2 separate regions of the Sus scrofa genome follow, and region 2 is linked to region 1. The links are chromatin contacts, called in public HiChIP or PLAC-seq maps. All regions are on one chromosome and are shown on one strand. Each heading gives the region's core, a stretch centred on a gene start, on an enhancer-like site or on the middle of the called end of the contact. The rest is flanking DNA. Distances are from core to core; before and after follow the strand shown.

The links. HiChIP or PLAC-seq counts read pairs in DNA pulled down with a chosen protein or histone mark.
Region 2: an H3K27ac HiChIP or PLAC-seq map of alveolar macrophages shows a contact between it and region 1. The contact joins two enhancer-like sites. A contact is called at or near these places in 2 of 47 Hi-C or Micro-C datasets (embryonic fibroblasts and skeletal muscle) and 2 of 2 datasets of contacts at active chromatin or transcription factors (alveolar macrophages and skeletal muscle).

Annotation. Positions count from the first base shown.
Region 1 is chr8:120,087,998-120,090,922 of Sscrofa11.1, reverse strand. No RefSeq gene overlaps it. Among named protein-coding and RNA genes, the nearest start is that of EMCN, 85 kb to the left of the region's middle. Within about 2 kb of position 1,467, at least 6 of the 83 cell types and tissues checked have an H3K27ac peak or open chromatin away from gene starts, as enhancers often do. A contact at or near this core is called in alveolar macrophages, where this site is marked.
Region 2 is chr8:120,449,771-120,452,894 of Sscrofa11.1, reverse strand. No RefSeq gene overlaps it. Among named protein-coding and RNA genes, the nearest start is that of DDIT4L, 80 kb to the right of the region's middle. Within about 2 kb of position 1,619, at least 1 of the 83 cell types and tissues checked has an H3K27ac peak or open chromatin away from gene starts, as enhancers often do. A contact at or near this core is called in alveolar macrophages, where this site is marked.

The DNA.
Region 1 (2,925 bases), core at 218-2,717:
TTCTTCACATAACAGCAATTGTGTTTCCAATGTCCATGGAAGGAGAGAACACATAACGATAACAATCTCCCACCAATTCAGTGATACCTTTAATAAGTCTGTAGATTATTAACCAGAACAGTATCTACCTGCGTTTAAAATTTTAGGTTGGGTGGTAGGTAGGTAGGTAGAAGACATATAGATGATAGATAGATAGATGGACATTAGGACTACTCAATATACTGACATGCTTGATATGCAAACTAGCTCTTAGACGCCTTGCAAAGTTTCAGCCATCCGCTGTCCCACTTTGAGCACAGATGCTCACAGATTAGGATGCACAGATGATGAGGCAGGGCACTGGTCCTCAAAGTATGGTTCCCAGAACCAGCAGCATCAACCTCACCTGGTAACTTGTTAGAAATACTAATTATCTAGCCTCAACCCAGACCTATTGCATCAGAAGCTCTAAGGATACGGCCTAGCAATCTGTTTTAGCAAGACCTTCTGGTGATTCTGATGCCCAGTCAAGTTAGAGAACCACTGAAAGAGAAGAACTTGACAGTTCAATGCTGACTGTACCAGTAATTAGACCTGTGACTTCCAGCCAGTTACATCCAGCGAGTTTCGGCTTTCTTCAGTCACAGAAAATCAAAAACAGAAGAGGTGAACAAACATATTGATAATCATATAGAACTGTTGTAAAGATCAAGGGGCAATCTCTATAGAAGCAATTGACACTGCCTGGCATATGGTATACACATTGATTCCAGGATCATTTAAGAACCTAATATGTCACAGATACTGGAAGACAAAAGGAAGAAGGTAAATATTTTCTTGGCCTTCATTTAGCAAGGGAAGAAGAGAGGTTTTTTTTTTTTTTTCCCCATCAATTAAATCTCATATTTGCCTTGATAACATGTAACTGGGACCCAAGGAAGGGAGGGAGGTTAATTCACTTTGGGAAGTGATAGAATTAGTTTCCTCGTCCCCATCTCATCATGGCAAAGTATTGAATGGCGGACGTTTCACAAATTTATTAAAGTGAAAGTACATTTTCAGAGAGAGAGAGAGAGAACTTACGTGTGCACAGGTTAAAAAGAGAGGCCCCACTCACTCTGCAATAGTCTTTATACCCCACAGAGTGGACTTGAGTGGAGACCCAGTTTCAACTCTGATTGGTCCTGGGCAGGATACCTTATTTGCATGGGGAACAGGTTATATAGTGAGTGAGTGAGAGATGGGTGACAGTCCTTCTCTAGCAGGGAGTGAGCAACCCAGATTGGTCAAGGTGGGGGAGGGGGCATTGCAATGAGACTTGGCCAGAGGCTTTGGGGTTTAATCTCCTTGAAGGGGACTTGAAGCCTATAATATTAAGTCTTCATAGAGAAGTGAAGCCACTGAGAGCCCAGAGTAAGTTAAGTCTGGGAAGTGTGAGGTGTCAGGGCTTGTAGAGGGGTAAGAAGAGGTCACTGCTGTACACGAATGACACATGAATGAGACAGCAGGATTTCCTGACACACTGATGTCTGCAGTGAGAGGAAGAGAGAAGCCAAGGAGGAAGCCACAAGTAATAAGATGGAACAGAATTTGAGAGAGAAGAAAAGGTAAGATACAAAACAAGCAAAATCATGGATGTCTTGAATGGCCCTTATATTTCAGATTCCAAGCAATGCCACCCTTCCCTCTTTTTCTTGAACTTTTTTTTTTTTTTTTTTTTTTTTTTAATCCTGGTGAAAACTACATTTTAAAGGTAGAAATCACAGAGAGGTTGTATCACAATTTGAGGCTGGAGCGGAAAGGCAAGTGGCCGTGGGAATGTTTTTATCTTTTGTTCCCTTCACTCCTTCCTGCTGATTGCTTGAATAACTGGCAAGCCATCACCTTTGGGGGGAGAGAGATGGAGTGAAAGGAGGGAAGCGAGGAAAGAAGGATGAAAGGAGAGACCTCGAGGAAGGACCAGGAGGAGTTCTTGGGGATTCGCCAAGAGTAGGGCCAGGCAGCCTGTAGCAGACTTCTCGATACACGGAAGTAAATCACTGATTGCCTTTGGATTTCTCTGGATCCACTGTGGCACATTATTTATGACTGAGTTCTTTGTACATAGTTATTTTTAATGACTTTGTTCCCAAACTAAGCCCTTGGTACCCGTGTGCCAGCACAGCCCCTGTGAAAATTGACCACTTTGTTCTGTTTATAAAGAACTATAGATTTACAAATGCTGAAAATAAAACCCACAATGTCCATAAAGTAGATGGTTCTCGGTCCTCTGTTACCTTATTCTACATTTAAAATGTTTTCCCAGCCACAGTCATAATCATGGTTTACTGCTCTGCCCAAAGATAGAGGCCTTAGACCGTCTACTCCTCTAACTTAATTAAGGCAATAGCTTGAGCCCTCACTTCCCCTGTCCTCAGCTCCCCGGTGGGCACAGGAGAAACGATTATGTTTTATGTAAATATTATGGATATGCAATCCCTCTCTTCGCTCAAGTTTGAAATTTTCCACTTTAGAAGATATTTACCACTTTCCCTTGCTCTCCTCAAACATGAAGTCAATCTTAGAAGAAAGGACAGTTAGTTTAGCCCTCATAATGCTCAGTTTCAATATAATTAAAGTGCATACACATAGTCACACTCAGGGAAAGCTGGGACGTCAGCTTCTAATTGGCCACCAAACAAACATTGTCTCCGGTTATTTTCCAGAGTCTGGGGTGGTAACTTCAGTAATTGAAGAGGGGAATAAACAAAGTTAGCATAAAATTATAGTCTGACACAACCTTAAATCCTGCATTTTAAGATCTGGGTGAGCTCATCTGTCAGGAGGCCTAAAATAAACAAGTGTCCAAGATGGAAACAATAGTGTAGTTAAAACTCATCCCCATAAGGGAGTCCAGGATTCAAAGTGCCTCTGCCTGGGGCAAGGGGAAATTCTGAGGGGTGAATC
Region 2 (3,124 bases), core at 370-2,869, 360 kb before region 1:
ACAAATATTATTATCACTTGGGTCTCTACCAAAATATTTACCAATCCAGAGAATTACATAAATCTAATAGGATTCTTGGCACCATGCAGAAAATCACATGGGATTTTTCAGTTTTCAAACAGCTATCTTGATGCTCAGTAGATGTGACCATAGAAATATGAACAAATAAAATGTCTTGATGACCTCTCCTCTGACCCTAAGCTTCGCCTAATAGGCACGTACAGTTTCACTTTTAGATCATGCCTTCCCATGGAGATACTGAGATTTCATTTCCAATCTAACTACACAGAGGCAGATCTGGAGTGACAGACACTTCTGCAGTATGCCATCTAGATGGAATCTGACAAAAAGTGACTGTCACAATAGTTCAGTTCCAGAGCCTAAGAACTGCTGAGTGGGTCAGACCAGTTATCCAGCTAGCAGTGTACTGGTCTCCTAAAAGCGGGGCCTCTGCCCGTTGTGACAGCATTCCTTAAGGGTTGGGGCACACATCCATCGTCTTTAACCTGTTCTTTAAGGTTTTTTTAAATAATCATAATATATGCTGGTTTGTAAAATTAGGCTTTATAGAAGTGTGTGGAGAAAAAAAGAAGTCTCCTCCACCACCCCATTCTCTCTATCTTACTCCCCAGAGTTCTGCCCTCAAAAAGTAACACCTATGTATACCATATATATATGTTCATATGGAACAAATGATCCTAGCTACAGAAAAGAAACAAACCACAGACTTGGAGAACAGACTTGTGGTTGCCAAGGGGGAGAGGCAGGGAGTGGGATGGACTGGGAGTTTGGGGTTAATAGATGCAAACTACTGCATTTGGAGTGAATAAACAATGAGATCTTGCTGTATAGCTCAGGGAACTATAGCTAGTCACTTGTGATGGAATAGATGGAGGATAATGTGAGAAAAATAATGAATATATACAGGTATGACTGGGTCACTTCGCTGTACAGCAGAAGTTGACAGAATATTGTAAATCAACTATAATAGGAAAAATAAAAATCTTTAAAAAACATATACATTCAGGAAGTATTTACTGAATGCTTTTTTTTTTTTTTTTTTTTTTTTTTCTTTTTAGGGTCACACCCACAGCATATGTAACCTTCCAGGCTAGCGGCTGAATAGGAGCTGCAGCTGCCAGCCAACACTACAGCCACAGCAACACCAGATCCAAGCTGTATCTGTGACCTATACCGTAGCTTGTGGCAACACCAGATCCTTAACCCACTGAGCAAGGCCAGGGATTGAATGCACATCCTCACGGATACTAGTTGAGTCCTAAACCCGCTGAGCTTCAATGGGAACTCCTGATTGCCTTCTAATTATCAGGCACTATTCTCGATCTTGGAATTACGGCAATGAACACCACTGACCAAAAAATTCATTTAGTCTATGTCCTCATCTGTTCAGGCTGCTATGACAAATTACCACAGATGAGATGACTTAAATAACGAACATTTATTACTCACAGTTCTGGAGGCTGGGAAGTCCAAGATCAAGGCATCAGAAGATTTGGTGTCTGGTGAGGGCCTGCTCCCTGGTTTGCAGACGGCTGTCTTCTCATTGCATCCTTGCAGTGTGAAGAGCAGAGAGGAAGCAAGCTTTGGTTTCCTGTCTTACAAGGACACTAATCTCATTCATGAGGGCTCCACCCTCATGACCTAATCACCTCCCCAATGCCCCACTTCCTAATATTATCACATGGGGATTAAGACTTCAATATATGAAGAGTGGTAACGAACCCAATTAGTATCCACGAGGATGCACGTTTGATCCCTGGCCCTGCTCAATGGGTTAAGGATCTGGCATTGCCACGAGCTGTGGTGCCTTTTGCAGAACCAGCTCAGATCTGATCTGGTGCTGCTGTTGCTGTGGCTTTAGCTTGGCCAGCAGATACAGCTCTGATGTGACCCCTAGCCTGGAAACGTCCATAGGTTGCAGGTGTGGCCCTAAAAAGACAAAAAAAAAAAAAAATTTCAAGCTATGATTTTTTTTTGGGGGGGAGTACAAACATTCACTCCAGAACAGTTTACATTTAGCCCATGGTAATATTTACACATGTTAGTTAGCGTGGGTTAACACATGTAACACATAGACCCCAAATATTTAATAGCTCTGAATTACAGAGATGTATGTCTTGCATAGTTAACATGATTGGGCTGTGAACAGTCACTGAGGCACTCAAGAAGATGGAGGTTCTCCGACCTTTAAGAGATGTATTCCAAATTTGCAGAACAGTGGTCTTTACCCTGGGCAGCTGGATGAGGTCATGGAGGAGAGCAGCGGGGAGGTTTTTTATGGGCTTACTTGTGAGTAGAGCATTGCACCTCCATTCACATTTCATTGGCTAGAACTCTATGACCTCAGCACACCATTTACCACCTGTGTGACCTTGGGAAACTTACTTAACATCTCTGTGCCTCAGTTCTTTATGTATAACACACAGATAACAAGAGTATCTACTCCTAGGGCTGTGGTGTTAACTAAAGGGTATAATGCATATTCCTTCCTTTTGAACAGCTCCTGTTGCAAAGAGCTCAATACCATTGGCTGGAGAAGTGGTCTCCTTGCGTGTCAGGAAGAAGGGAATAAGCATTTTAGTGAGAAGTTAGCTGTTCTGATCAACAAATCCAACCTTTTTCCTTTACACAAATGGGATTAAATTTTAACTACTTTTCTGAAACATTCTAAAAATCTTATTATGTCCTTAATATTCTTCCATGTTAGAGCTATAGACCTTCCTCCCATTTTAACAGCTGCTCAGTATTTGCCTTCATTCTCCATGGACATATCATATTATATTTAACTCACTGATGAATATCCTTGTTCACTGATTGTGATTGTGGTGTATATCCATGCTGTGTGCTCTGCACTGTTGCCAGTGAAGACCCTAACTTGTACTGTCGCATCCCCTGCACATATTTGGCTATCCAACCCAGGAAAACCACTCTAGTCCTTTGTGGGGTCTTCTCATGGTTTTGAATTATAAGTCTAGTCTTACCATTCTTACATTGTCTACTATAAGCAAAAATGGGGGAAAAGCTGTTTTCAAAAGCTTTTTCTTTAGGGAAAAATAGTTCAATTTTTAAGGAAATAATATTAGTAATATACAATATTAGTAGT